Regions from separate parts of the Mus musculus genome. Here regions 1, 3, 4 and 5 are each linked to region 2. The links are chromatin contacts, called in public ChIA-PET, HiChIP or PLAC-seq and promoter capture Hi-C maps. All regions are on one chromosome and are shown on one strand. Each heading gives the region's core, a stretch centred on a gene start, on an enhancer-like site or on the middle of the called end of the contact. The rest is flanking DNA. Distances are from core to core; before and after follow the strand shown.

Region 1 (2,760 bases), core at 119-2,618, 440 kb before region 2:
AGGATGGAAGTGGGTCTTCTGAGTTCTGTCTTGGCCCTGGGCAGTCCTTGTGATCCTTCTAGCTCTGCTGTACTAGTCACTCAAGGCTCAGCCATGTGCTCTGCTTCAATTCTGTGCTTTCCGTGTTTTGAGCAATTCTATCAGGATTGGTAGCTGGTTGGGGCTGGGAGTATAGGTAGAGGAAGAAGGGTTAGTGGAAGGAAATAGGAGAGTAACCTCTTCCGAGGCCCCCTCCAGCCTGACACGTTGCTGCCCTCAATGTACCTGGTGGCTCTGCCAAAGGGAACAAAGGAGGAAGGGCTGAGAAAAGGGTTAAGAGCAACTCTGTGACTTTAGATCCATGACAGCAAACCAGCAAACTTGAGACAGTAGCCTTATCAACTTCAGATTTCCCACTCCTCTCTCTCCTCTCCTCTCCTCTCCTCTCCTCTCCTCTCCTCTCCTCTCCTCTCCTCTCCTCTCCTCTCCTCTCCTCTCCTCTCCTCTCCTCTCCTCTCCTCTCCTCTCCTCTCCTTTCTGAAGAACTTGTGATTGTAAACCATAGATATGACTTTCTAAACACCTTAGTTTCCTGCAAAGTCAAGGGAATTCTGGGTGGGAGAATCCACAGTCCTAGCTTCCCCTGTCTCCTTGGGGGCCCAGGATTAGGGGATTTTGATCCTCCTTCTTTGGCTCCTCCTCCTTCTCTGTATCTCTTTCCCTTTGGGTTTTGTTCTTGATCTGCAACTAATCCCCTTAAAGTGATAGCTGATAAAAGGATTAGTTGAGAGCTCCCTAGGGGTATTTATATTGTAGGAAGGATTTTAAGGACGGTTGGTGGAATTTTAAGCCTTTTGACTGGCAGGATGGAGTGGAGCTACTTCAAATGATATCACAGAGGAGAAAGGGGAAATTAGCATTCACTGTGTGCCTAGCAGTGTCCCAGGCACAGTGCCAAAAGCTTCATATAATGCTATTTTACTTGCTTGGGGAGCTGATAAGGAAGTTAAGGCCCAGGGAGGTCAATAATTGCTGCAACCGCACATCTAGGAAGTGGGGGAGTGGGGCTTTTGGACTCTTGTGTGTGATTCTGGAGCTTTCTCCCTGGCCTATCCAGAGCTGCAGTAGCAGGTGAGAAGTTTTGTTTAGGCTGCAGCACAGCCCTTACGCCCTCCTCCCACCCCCATCCCTTGCCCAACCTCTCTGTTAGGTGACCTGAGGACCCTGCATTCACCCTTCCCCACTTGCAGCTGAATGGTGCCCATCTGGAAGGCTGCCTGGGTCACCCAGAGTTTAAACACACATTTTGAGAGTCCAAAATGATAAAGTGCTCTGAAAAGCCACATCTCTTATGACTGGCTAAGGAGCCTCTTCCTTGGCTGCCAGTGTGGACAGGAGTGACTCAGCAGTTCCACTTTCAGTCCTGTCTGCCTCAGACAACACTGTTTGCTCAGTCCCGAGATGATGGCGGCCTACTTAGCCAGGGCGGAGGAGGAAGTTTTATTTCTGGAGCAGTTACAGATAAGGGGTCTTCTATCCTCTCCAAACAAGAGCCTGCACATAGATTCTCACATGTATGCCTATCTATGGGGTGACTCTAAGATGTTTCACTATTTTCTCCATTACCCCATCCTTGCCCCCAGCTCTCTGGTTTTTAGTGTTTAGGTGCCAGTTGCAAACTCATAAATATACCTCACCCCTGTCATACCAAGTGCATGAGGTTATGAAAACAGAGAACTAATGGGACATTTCTAGATAACTCAAAGTGAGTCATTATTCAAGGCCATTCTGCTAATCTCATGCACAGTGTAGGTAGGAGCCTATTAGATATGCTAGTCCTTAGTAAACCAGCTATTACTCTGTGATATGACCATCTCCTGATGGGGGACAGGAGACATGTTAATGCTGGATGTCCAGCTCAAGAGAAATTAGATGCCCTTGTTTATTTTTAATACCTGAAGAAGACATGGAAAAACAACTTTCTCAATTGGGAAGGAAGTTAAATATTTAGCTGGCATAGAAGAAGTAGGAAGCTGGCATAATGCTGAGACTGTAGCTCAATAGGGAAGCTTGTGCTCACATGCATGAGGCCATAAGTTCAATCCCCAGGACTACTAAATACACAAAAGTGTTGGCCTATTGCTATTTATAGTTATTTTTAATGTCTAGTTTCAAAGTAGTTTGGATATTGTGTCCTTTTCACTTAACAACTATGGGAGACATTCACTGACTAAAAGGGGTATAAAGGCTCTGGGCTGAGTAGAGTCAAAGTATGACTATGTGGAGCTCCCCTGAGACACATAAAGCCTGTTTTTCCAGAGATATGTGCTATACTGTGCACTGTAACTCACAGAAATCACTCTGTAGTAAAATGGAAGCATGGCACGTATACTCAAGAACTGAAGGGGAACTGAGGTCCAGGGTGGAGGAATACGCCCAACCTTGTAGTCAGTTGGTCCTTCTGCCCCAAGTTATCTGCAGTGGCTCACTGGGTCTGAGCTGTTGAATGAGGTGCTTTGCAATGGCCATGAGCAAGTATCTATCTGTCTGCCTACACAGAGTAAGTGTCCCTGTGCTCAGTTGTTCCTCTAGAGCACGAGAAACGAAGACACAGGATGGTATTGATGGTATTTAACTGTTTTAAATCCTCTCACCAGTGCGTGTATGTCTGTGCTCACCCAATCCCACCTGACCCTGTGTACATGAGGTCAGAGGTTGGCATCAGGCATCTTCCTTACTCCCCACCTTACTTTCTTGAGAAAGGGTTTCTCACTGAAAGTG
Region 2 (2,700 bases), core at 179-2,678:
TTAGTGGATCCCACAGTTAAGAAACTTTTAATTGTAAAAAGAGTTTGGATTTTAAAAGAGATGGATATTTTAAAGAGATTGAAATTTTAAGAATATGTAAAGACGCTCTTAGCGACCGGGACTGCTCTAAGGTCTGCCCCGCGCAGGACAGCAGACAGCGTGTTCTACCATCTTTCCCCAAGCCTCTGAATAAAGTGTTTAAACAAGCCCCCCCCCAAAAAAAAGAATATGTAAAGACTGTGGGACTTTTAAAGTTATTTAGATCTTGGGGATGAATAAGAATGTAAGGGTTGAGGCTTACTAGTGATGTGTTTGTGTATCAGGTTGACAAGGGGTCAATTGTACTGGCTAGTTTTGTGTCAACTTGACACAGCTGGAGTTATCACAGAGAAAGGAGCTTCAGTTGAGGAAATGCCTCCATGAGATCCAACTGTAAGGCATTTTCTCAATTAGTGATCAAGGGGGAAAGGCCCCTTATTGGTCAGACCATCTCTGGGCTGGTAGTCTTGTATTCTATAAGAGAGCAAACTGAGCAAGCCAGGGGAAGCAAGCCAGTAAAGAACATCCCTCCATGGCCTCTGCATCAGCTCCTGCTTTCTGACCTGCTTGAGCTCCAGTCCTGACTTCCTTGGTGATGAGCAGCAATGTGGAAATGTAAGCTGAATAAACCCTTTCCTCCCCAACTTGCTTCTTGGTCATGATGTTTGTGCAGGAATAGAAACCCTGACTAAGACACCATCCCTGAAGGGGCAAGAAGACTTCTCTGACTCTAAAATTGAATGCAAATGTGAGGGAATATTTATACAATATGTTTCCTTTTATGGAACATTTATTTATTATCAGACTTGAAAAAGACCTTTAACATGAAGAAACCACAGTCAGTTTCTAGCAATCACAATCCCCTGGGCCGGCATGTTTTACATTTCTTTTGTTTTTCTAAATCTTCAAATGCTCCTACAACTTGGCACTAGAGGTGATAGCTCCACAAGGTTGTGAATGAGGTAGTTCATGCTTTCATCTTAGCCCTTTGGAGACAGAGGCAGGTGGATGGCTGTGAGTTCGAGGCCAGCTTTGTCTATATAGCAAATTCCAGGGCTGTTGCACAGTGAAACCCTGTCTGAATGCTTTGAGGCCAGCCTGGTCTACAGAGTTAGTCCAGGACAGACAGGGATACACAGAGAAACCCTATCTCAAAAAAAAAAACAAAAAGCAAAAAGAAAATCAATATAAGGATGATTTAATTAATTAAATGGTTTAATAACCATTCGTAGTTTTAGTGCTACAAAGGATTTGCTAGGCTCTATAGCAGGTTGTCACAGGATAGACATGTAATGTGCTCCTCCGCCGGCTAGAGGGCGCTACGGAGCCTCGGCCTCCCCGCAGGTTGCCAGCTGCCCGCTCTGAAGCGCGCGTGCGTGGAGGGGCGGGACCGGGCGGAAGCGCGGTCCGCACGACCGGGAATTGCGAGCACAGGGTCGGCACAGCACCGTCTGTCCCACCGGCGGGCCAGCCCGCCCATGGCGCTGCAGGCGCTGCACAGCTCGGGCGTGGGCCTGCGCAGGATCCTGGCTCACTTCCCGGAGGACCTGAGTTTGGCCTTCGCCTACGGCTCCGCGGTGTATCGCCAGGCAGGACCCAGTGCCCACCAGGAGGTGAGTCGGAGGCCCCCTAGTTCCCCGACCAGTCCCATGCCTGGCACCTGTTCGCCCTCGCCGTTCCTCGCATGCCTTTCATTCCTGCGGAGCCCGGACACGCCAAGAGCCAATTGTTGAAATGTTCATCCTAGCAAAGTGTCCTTCGGTGTGAGCGGAATTTGGATTTCCCTGGTCAGGGTTGGCTGAAGGCTGCCCTCGAACTCACAGTACTGGAATTAAAAGGCTCGTGTTGTCACGCCAGGCAAATCTATATGTTTACATTTACTTAGTGATTATATAGCAAGCGCACCTGTACTTCTGCGCACACTTGAAGGTCACAGGACGACTTGAGGGAGTTGTTTCTCTCCTTGCACCACGTGGGTCGTGGTAGGTTGAACTCAGTTTATCTGGTTTGGCAGCAAGTGCTATTATATGCCGATCCATCACCAGCCTGAGCTGATAGGATAAGTGAGGCATGAGTAGTCTGTCTCCAATCTAAGTTGGGAGTGATGAGGAAGAGGTGGTGGCATTGCAGAGATGTAGTGGGAAGGGGGAAAAAACAAAGTAGCAGGTCCTACTTAAGTGTTTTCAGCCTTTGTCATTGGAGTTTTCCATAGCTTTTTAGCAATACAAAGACTGGTTTTGTCTGCAGGGATTGATTTCATTGGCCTAGGACTTTAGCAGTGTGTAAAACATCCCAGGTGACTAATTGGAAGCTAACTTTGAAAATCCCATCGAAAGATAAGGAGAAAATACGGAATGATCCGTGGGCTTCAGGAAGTTGATGGACTGGGTGTAGGGCCCAGGCAGGTAGCACATTTATTCAGGTCAGCACATTGAACAGGAATCTAGTTAGGATTGAGGCTTGTTACTCCAGAGTACGGAGTCTCAGTCACTGTACAGTAGGGCATCCTGGGTCTAGCTCCTGGCCAGGTCTTTCTTCCAGTTAAAATTCACCTGGTGTTTCTTGAATTTCTTCTACATCCTACCGATTTTCTCTAACAAATGGGAAAGTATGGATCATGGGCATATGAGAAATTGTGAGCTGTCCAGTTACTTCATATAG
Region 3 (2,700 bases), core at 10-2,509, 360 kb after region 2:
TATCAATTAGGATTCTTTGTATGAAAAATGGATTAATGTTTAATTAACAAGAACTCTTAGTATAAAAAGGCACTAGTGTTTAAGTAACAAACTCTGATACCTTTAGCAATATTAAGAAGTCTATCCTACCAAGGAACTCATAAGCAGACAAATGGTTGATATCCAAGCTGCACCTGGTAACCTGACAGAGCCCTGGAGTATCCTTCTCTCCCACCCTAGCTCACTGGAAAGTGTGCCTCCATAGGTATGACCGTCAGGTTCCCTGAGGTTTAGACCCTGCCAGCCTCACCTACACCTGAAAGGAGACACAGAGGACATTTGGAGAAACAAGACGCAGTTAAAAGTAACCAGTGTGGTGCCTTTCTCCCAATGTGTATGCCTAGAAAACATTTTCTTAACATACCCAACTTTACTCAGTAATAAACAGATCGAATGTGTGGAAGGAGATTGATCTCCAGGGCCTATGAGCTGTGGCAAAGGGACATAGTTACCACACCGGGAAGGACCTTACTATGCCTAGGGGCGCAGCCAGTAGAAGCAAGTGTCAATCTGGCCACTGTGGATCATGGAAGTGACGTTCCCACTAGGGGACAGAAATCTGATCCTGAATGTTAGTCAAAGTCTATAGACTGTCCGCTTGACAGACACAGCAGTGTTTTACAGACATCCTCGTACACAGATACACAGGTGCCTTTCTCAGCTCCGAGGTTGTGTGTGAGCACACAGGGAAGGCAGACCTTGGGTTTTTTAACTAGTTGGCAGGTGTGATTTCACCCCCACTTCGAGGCTGCACTGAACTTTTATATCAGTCATGTCTCATGTACTGAAAGTTTTCTTTCCCTCTTGGTTAACCACTGTGTGTAGGTGTGTGGTGTAACGGCCTCTACCCTGAAGCTCCTTTGCCCTCTGCAGTGTGGAGTTCTGCTTCTGAGAGCTCATATCTGGAGTGTCTTCAAGGGCATATATGTTAAAATCTTGGTCCCCAGGTTGTAGCTGAGAGCCCGTTGACCTTTAGGAGGTAGGGGTGGGGTTTAGGGGAATGGAGGTTAATAGGATGAAATTAACCCACTGAGGTCATGCCTTTAAAGGGGACACTGGCCACCCAGCCCCTTCCCGGCTCTCTTTGCTTCCCAGGCACCATGAAGTGAACAGCTCCTGGTTCGTGCTCTCATCGTGATATTCTCTACAACCACAGGACCAAACACAGTAAAGCCAAGTGGCCGTAGACCAACGCCTCTGAAACCACAGCCACCTTATAAGTGTTGTCATAGTGATAACAAGGAAAGTGACACGCTGGGCCTGGAAAGCACGCTGGGTACTTGCTTGCTTTTCCTTTGCTCGTTTTTTTGAGACAGAATGTCGCTCCTTAGCTGGCCTGAAATTCACTACATATACAAGGCTGGCGTCGTGAGTGCTGGGGTCACACCTGGCTACAGGACCTTGCATTATCTGGCAACAGTGAAGCCGCTCTTCCCTGAGTCTGCTTTGTCCTATGCTGAATGGCAGGAGTTGTTAGGTCACCATGTTTGAGAAATTATACGGTGGCTGTAGGGTGATCAAGAGGCACAGACTGGTCCTGCGCTGCTCATAGGTGCCGGCACGATCTGCACTAGTCAGAAAGCTGCTCTTTAGCACACATTCCCAGGGATCAGTTAGAGACAGGAGAGCCTCCTGCAGGCCTGGGGGGCTGAGCCAGGGTTGTTCAGCTTCCACTCATTTACTTACCGCGAAGGTCAGGAGCAGAAACTTGTTGAGGAGCATGGGGTTTTCGAGAGCAGCACCTGACTTTATGGCTTCCCAGATCTGCCAGAAGAAAGGAAGGTGTTAGGTTGGGCTGCTGATATCTCTGTCCAGCCGCTGAGCTTCTCAGCACAGCTTCTTCCCCTCAAGCCTGCCACTGCTCTCAGACGCTGAAGTGGTTCATTACCTCTCCCTGCTACTTCACACTGCCTCTCCACCAGCCTTGCTCCATCATTATCAGTCCATGAGAGTACCTGGCACCTTCCCTCAGGGGCCCTCAGCACAGGGGAGGCAAGTAGACACTCAGACCTTTGAGATGCCCATCTGAAGGGATTTACTGTTGTCTGCTGGGTGCCATGCATGTCATGGCTACAGAAATAAAAGTACAGGTTCAGCTCCATGCAGGACTCCTGTCACAGAAGCACAGAGTTCCCGAGAGGACACCTGACCTGTCAAGAATTGGGAACTAGGGGGGAGGAAGAGGGCTCTGAAATGAGTAATTTGAATTAAATACACAGTGTGGCTTTCTCGCCTCCTTCCTCCCCCGCCCTATTGCCCTGACTAGTCTAAAATGCTCTAAACAGGCTGACCTCAAACTTAACAGATTTTCTGTGTGTTCCTGAGTGCTGGGACCAAAGGAGTACATCACCACACTCATCCATCCCTACAGCATCACACCCATCCCTATAGCAGCACATCCATCCCTACAGCATCACACCCATCCCTACAGCAGTACACCCATCCCTACAGCATCACACCCATCCCTATAGCAGCACATCCATCCCTAGAGCATCACACATCCCTAGAGCATCACACCCATCCCAATAGCACCACACCTATTCCTACAGTATCACACCCATCCCTACAGCACCACACCCATCCCTACAGCATCACACCCATCCCTATAGCAGCACATCCATTCCTAGAGCATCACACATCCCTAGAGCATCACACCCATCC
Region 4 (2,700 bases), core at 135-2,634, 390 kb after region 2:
TGGGTTTTAAAAAAAGAAAGACAAAGTCAAACCAACATAAAAAGCCACCAAATTAGCACGTTTGAAAGGGAAAGCACATTTGTGACCAGGATTTATAAATAGGATGCCTGATATGGGAGTGAAGCTCTGAGGTGATGATAGAGTATTTGCTGTCAATATGACTCCAAAGTCTCTTTTTTTTTCCCCAGGAACCACTTTCCATTTGTTTACCCCTGTTTCCCCCCTGTATAAGCTATAAGGCACACACACACACACACACACACACACACACACACACACACACACCGTCTTGTAATTTATCCATTAGAAATAGGAAACCCTGGATGTAAAAAAAAAAAAAAAATCAATAAATAGTCCATGATATTATGATGCCCAGCATGCAGGAACACATCAGAAAAACAGGCGTAGTGGTACACACCTGTAATCCCAGGACTCAAGGAGGTGGAAGTAGAAATATAAAAACTCAAAGGCCGGCCTCTGCTTCACTGAGTGTTCAAAGACAGCATGGGGTGCATGGCATTCAGTCTTAAAAAAATAAATTAATTTATACTGGAAAGCTGACTCGACTCAGTGCTTACAAAGACCTGGGTAGGGTTTCCAGCACCCATATCAGGCACAGCTTGCCTGGAGCTCCACTTCTGCTGGGGTCCGCCATGTCTTGTCTCTGGAGGCATGAGACCACACACGCATACACGCACTCAAAGTTACAAATAATTTTAAAGAATTAAATAAAATTGCAGACGCAGGTTGATTCGGTCTCATCTCAAATTCAATTTGGCATGTGCTGGTAATTGAACCCAGGACCCTGGAACGCTGAAGAACCGCTCTGGGACTTAACTACATCCCACACCCGTTTTCCAGTTTGCAAAAGGGTTTGTGTCCGATTGCCTAGGCTGGTTCTAAATAGCAGTTCTCTTGGCTCAGGTTCCCTGCGGCTGGGGTCACCTCTCTCCGCGACCATGCCTGGCTCAGAAACTTTCTGACAAGTGCATTTGCCTCACCAGGCTGATTTCCTATAAAGTACTAATTTGTAATCTCTGGGTCCTTTAAGGGGATGCAGAACCTCTAGTAGAAAAGATTTAATTATGTCCTCCTCATAAGTAACAAGATCAAGTCCCTTCACAGTCCGGGGACACAAGCTTACTCCGTGGCCGGTCCACACACGCCAAAGGCAGCACTTCACAGAATGAGCAACCAGAGGCGCCTCCCGACCCGGAGATCGCAACACTCTCTGCCGGAGTACGAGGGGACCGAGTATAGACAGGTGAAGAATATTCCAGACCAGCCCAAAACTGGCTTCAGCTTTCCTAAGTGAACCCCGCCAGCCCCGGCAGCTGCTCCGCAACCACGGCTTACTTACCGCCGCTCAACTTCCGGCAACCACAGCCCCAGCCGCGCCGCGCGGCCCAATGACGTAATAACCCAGCCCACACAAACGCGGAAGCGCGGCGCGCATGCGCACTACAACAACAACGACAAAAAGGGTCCCCACAACCGCAATAACGGGGCGAAACTAAGGCTAACCTGTAAGCCTTTTGGGGCTTGTAAGGAAGATTACATTTTCCTGCGAGTGACTCTACAGTACTACGGAATTATTATCAAATTCCCAGGGTAGTACTAGAGTACAGGTGTTGAAACAAGGTTTATTTTTATTTTTTGCATTTTTAATTTTTTAAAAAGGTTATGTCCTCCTCATATTTACACTACATAGCCATGGCTGTTCTGGACCTGTATACATATACATCAGTCTAGTCTCGAACTAACAGAGATTGCTTACCTTTGCTTTGCCCCAGTGCTGGGATTAAAAGCTTGCCCAACCAAATATAACTCTGGAAAACCAAATAGAATCTAAAATATCCACCAAGCTACTGCAGCCAGCAACTTCAGTGACTATAAAATCACTTCTTAAGAACCTAATATGGGCCAGACGGTGTGGGATATGTCTTAAATTCCAGCATTTGGGCTGGGCGTGGTGGCACAAGATTTTAATCCCAGCCCTCAGGAGGCAGAGGCAGGCAGATTTCTGAGTTCAAGGCCAGCCTGGTCTACAAAGTGAGTTCCAGGACAGCCAGAGTTATACAGAGAAACCCTGTCTCGAAAAACAAAACAAAACAAAACAAAACAAAAAATCCAGCATTTGGGAGGCAGAGGTAGGTGGATCTGTGAGTAGTGAGTTCTGGGACAGCCAGGGCTACACTATCTCAAACAAAACAAACAAACAAATAAAACGAACAAAAAACTTACTACTGGGAAAACATTTTTTTTTTTGACAGGATAATGAACATAATGAAATGCTCTAGCCTGGGGAGTCTTGCACATGAGTGACTTCCTTAGCGACAAGAGTGTACTTGACTTGATTTAGTTCTATAGTCCAGGATGATCAGAGCTCAAGGCAAGCATCCTGATACCGCATCACCATTGCTGAGATGGCAGTCCACGGACACCTTTCCTGGCACACAGTGCCTTTGGAGTGCCTCTAGGGATTCATCATAATATCTTGGACTATTTATTGATTTTTTTTTACATTAAGGGTTTCCTATTTCTAATGGATAAATTACAAGGTGGTGTGTGTGTGTGTGTGTGTGTGTGTGTGTGTGTGTGTGTGTGTGTGCCTTATAGCTTATACGGGGGGGGGGGCAGAGTAAACAAATGGAAAGTGGTTCCTGGAAAAAAGAAAGAGAGACAGACAGAGAGAGAGAG
Region 5 (2,700 bases), core at 38-2,537, 460 kb before region 2:
TCCTGTATCTTCCAGCTCATCGCACCCTGAAGATCCAGATTCCCATTGCATCCCATAGCGATTTAGACACCTGACCTGGGGTCCTGCAGGTAATCTTTTCCCAGGAGGTGAAGCACCACCACACAGCTTGTGTGACCAAGTCAAAACTTGATCATTGTCTTCTGCACTCCCCAAGACTGTTCCCACATCTGTCTGTTCCCTCTGTTTCTATGACCAAAGCCATCCCCTCCCACCGCTGCTACCACTTGTGGTCTTCCCATCACCCTTGTCTTCCCAGTGGCTGGCCAAGGGATCTCAAGTCGAGTATCAGCTATGCTACTTTCTAGCTTGGAAGGTCGGATCTCGGATGTTCCCCCAAAGCCTCACGTGTTAAGGTCTGGTTTCCAGGGTGATGGCTCAAGGAGGACGACAGGGGAACTTTGAGAAGCAGGACCTTGGAGGCCTTAGGTCATCATGTGTATTCCTGAGGGGACTATAGATAGGGCCTCAGCTTGCTCCTCTCATTGTTTTCTGGTTTGCAATATAGCCACCACTGTGCACAACCTCATCACAGCCCCAAGCAATGTGACCAACCAGCCATGGATTTGAAAGCCCTGAACCTGAGCCAGAACAAACCTTTCCCTTTACAGATGTGACTTTCTCAGGAAAGCAAGCATAGCTGCTGAAGGTCTTCTATGGCTTCCCACTCTCCCTAGGATGAGCTCCAGCCTCACTGGTCTGGTTTGCCGAGCTCTCTTAGCCTGATTGATTTTGTTCTGCTGCTCTGACTCGCTTCTTCCAAGTGCCCTAGGCTTAGTGAAACAGAAACACTGCTTTCCCCATATGCCTTTGCACACGAGCCCCTCACCTAGCGTTTCTTTCTTTCTTGTTTCATAAATCCTCCTTTGAGACTTGGTCTCCAATGTCACCTCCTCTGTGAAGCCAAGTTGACTTTCTTCCCCACTTTCACGGGACTGGAAAGCCCATAGCTCAGCCTGCCTGGGAAATTTCAAATAATCCCTTCTGATATTAGGTGGCAGCTGACACCAGCTGGAAGATGAGGTTATCTTCACTTGCAATCTGTCCCCAGCACTAACCCTTGGGGTGGGGGTGGGGAGCAGAGTGGGCAGTGCTGGCCCTGCTTTACCTCCGTGCCTCCTCACTGTGACCCCCGGGGGTAGCTGTGCATTCCTTAAGCTACATAAGAAGAGTCCCAGGAAGGTTCCAGAAGTCCTGCCCAAGGTCATCCGGCCTCACCCACCCTGCCTCCAGCCCTCTGGCTTCCTCTGCTTGCCAGGCTGTCCTGTGGCTGCCAGCTTCTGTGTTTATCTCCATGAAAGTGAGTTCCTTGGTGGCCTGAGTCACACCAGCCTTATCTCTGTGTCCCTAGAGGCTGAGGAGAGCTGGGGACAGGCAAGGCCAGTGAATATTTACTGACACTGGGCTCTCCTTTTTCCTTGTCCTGCTTCTGCTGACCTCAGGTCACCCCCACCCCCCACCCCCCACCTTCCTCTCCCCAAGCTCTGCTCTTTAATGGTAGCTGTGCTTGGCTAGAAGAGACTCTCACCCGTGTGACATTCAGCAACTCAAGTCTTTTCTTTAAAGGCCGATAGGGCTCGTGTTTCTTAGAGTGGGGTGCACAGCCCTGTCCTAGGGGCATATGAAGCCATAAGAGGAAGGGAACACCCCATTTTGGGAAGAGCTTTTCTTTTTGGAAGTCCTTGGACTCAAGTGAGACATATTTGGCTTTCAAAGGACAATTTAAGTGTGATTTTGAAACTTAAAAACAACAACAACAACAAAATAAAAAAAATGATAGTCAACTCTTAGTATCCATGGTTTCCACATAAGTGAACTCAAACAATTTTGCATATAATATTAGGGAAAATTGTGTCTGTATTAAGCGTGGGCAGACTTGGGTCATTGTTTCCCAAACCGATGTGGCACCTGTTTACACAGCACCTTTGCTGGGTTGAGTATTTTAACTCAGACATAGTTTTGAACTTACAGAAGGGTGTACGGTGGTCCTATGCAGATACTGTGCTGTCTTACACATCTGTCCCCCGCATCCGTGGCTTTCGGGGCTGGAGCCCAGGCCTGTGTGTTGGTTTTCTTCCTGGCATGTCCTACACATTCATTGCCACCTGTCTCCCTGGGCGGTGCCTCCGCAGACTGTTTCCTTTCTGACCTTCTCCGGGCCCTGCTTCTGGCTTTAGCATCTCTCTGCCCAGAAGCCCCTGCAAGGCTGAAGCGTCTTGGAGGTCTGCGGTCCTCCCTCACCTCCCAGCACTCCTTGATCCCCGTCCTCTGCTGGCTTCTCTGAGCCCTGCCTTCACTCTGCATGTGACCTCTGCGTTAGGGGCTCCTCTGCCTTAGATACCCTTGCCGTGTGCTCCTGGCTGTGTCCTGACCCCAAAACACTGCCTTGCTAAGCTTGAGCCAGGACTCAGGAGGTGGAAGGCAGTTGAGGAGCAAAGACTGCGCGTGGTGTTTGAGAGAATAGTCACCCTCATCAGGCAACAGAGCAAGGAGAAAACCTTGGCTAGCATCTTGTCAGTAGGAGGCAGCTCCTTAAAAAAAAATAGTCCCCCTTCATCAGCAGCTGTCCCACCCCGGGAGCCCTGGGAGGCCTGGCCATAGTGCAGCTTTTCCAAGGCATGTTGCCCACCACTGTGGCAGCAGCGGCAGCGTCGTCGATAACACGGGCTCCTTGGAGGCATA

What was found. Promoter capture Hi-C pulls out the DNA fragments that hold promoters and counts their contacts. ChIA-PET counts read pairs in DNA pulled down with a chosen protein or histone mark. HiChIP or PLAC-seq counts read pairs in DNA pulled down with a chosen protein or histone mark.
Region 1: a contact with region 2 is called in a FOXA1 HiChIP or PLAC-seq map of pancreatic cancer cells. The contact joins the enhancer-like site here to the promoter of Tamm41 in region 2. A contact is called at or near these places in 4 of 39 promoter capture datasets (the 3T3-L1 cell line, 3T3-L1-derived adipocytes, embryonic stem cells and 1 more) and 2 of 115 datasets of contacts at active chromatin or transcription factors (the NIH/3T3 cell line and pancreatic cancer cells).
Region 3: a contact with region 2 is called in an RNA polymerase II ChIA-PET map of memory CD8 T cells, with 12 read pairs. The contact joins the enhancer-like site here to the promoter of Tamm41 in region 2. A contact is called at or near these places in 3 of 39 promoter capture datasets (the C10 cell line, cranial neural crest and maxillary cranial neural crest), 1 of 15 datasets of contacts at CTCF or cohesin (the NIH/3T3 cell line), 1 of 115 datasets of contacts at active chromatin or transcription factors (memory CD8 T cells) and 2 of 9 other capture datasets (adipose tissue and liver).
Region 4: a promoter capture Hi-C map of pre-B cells shows a contact between it and region 2, with 5 times the contacts expected there. The contact joins the promoter of Atg7 here to the promoter of Tamm41 in region 2. A contact is called at or near these places in 7 of 39 promoter capture datasets (the 3T3-L1 cell line, the C10 cell line, hippocampal neurons and 2 more), 1 of 484 Hi-C or Micro-C datasets (B cells), 2 of 115 datasets of contacts at active chromatin or transcription factors (memory CD8 T cells and pancreatic cancer cells) and 3 of 9 other capture datasets (adipose tissue, liver and pancreatic islet).
Region 5: a contact with region 2 is called in an HNF4G HiChIP or PLAC-seq map of pancreatic cancer cells. The contact joins the enhancer-like site here to the promoter of Tamm41 in region 2. A contact is called at or near these places in 3 of 115 datasets of contacts at active chromatin or transcription factors (the NIH/3T3 cell line, neural stem cells and pancreatic cancer cells) and 1 of 9 other capture datasets (embryonic stem cells).

Annotation. Positions count from the first base shown.
Region 1 is chr6:115,479,104-115,481,863 of GRCm38.p6, reverse strand. The region is part of intron 7 of Pparg (peroxisome proliferator activated receptor gamma); the gene reads right to left. Among named protein-coding and RNA genes, the nearest start is that of Gm36301, 39 kb to the left of the region's middle. Within about 2 kb of position 1,368, at least 182 of the 459 cell types and tissues checked have an H3K27ac peak or open chromatin away from gene starts, as enhancers often do. A contact at or near this core is called in 3T3-L1-derived adipocytes, the NIH/3T3 cell line and pancreatic cancer cells, where this site is marked.
Region 2 is chr6:115,036,602-115,039,301 of GRCm38.p6, reverse strand. It overlaps Tamm41 (TAM41 mitochondrial translocator assembly and maintenance homolog), which reads left to right and starts at 1,428. Exons shown (of 8, transcript NM_026894.1): 1 at 1,428-1,652. The coding sequence starts at 1,518.
Region 3 is chr6:114,679,265-114,681,964 of GRCm38.p6, reverse strand. Atg7 (autophagy related 7) reads right to left here. Exons shown (of 19, transcript NM_028835.5): 5 at 1,726-1,803. Among named protein-coding and RNA genes, the nearest start is that of Atg7, 37 kb to the right of the region's middle. Within about 2 kb of position 1,259, at least 13 of the 459 cell types and tissues checked have an H3K27ac peak or open chromatin away from gene starts, as enhancers often do. A contact at or near this core is called in memory CD8 T cells, where this site is marked.
Region 4 is chr6:114,641,811-114,644,510 of GRCm38.p6, reverse strand. It overlaps Atg7 (autophagy related 7), which reads right to left and starts at 1,384. Exons shown (of 19, transcript NM_028835.5): 1 at 1,361-1,384.
Region 5 is chr6:115,499,863-115,502,562 of GRCm38.p6, reverse strand. No RefSeq gene overlaps it. Among named protein-coding and RNA genes, the nearest start is that of Gm36301, 18 kb to the left of the region's middle. Within about 2 kb of position 1,287, at least 43 of the 459 cell types and tissues checked have an H3K27ac peak or open chromatin away from gene starts, as enhancers often do. A contact at or near this core is called in pancreatic cancer cells, where this site is marked.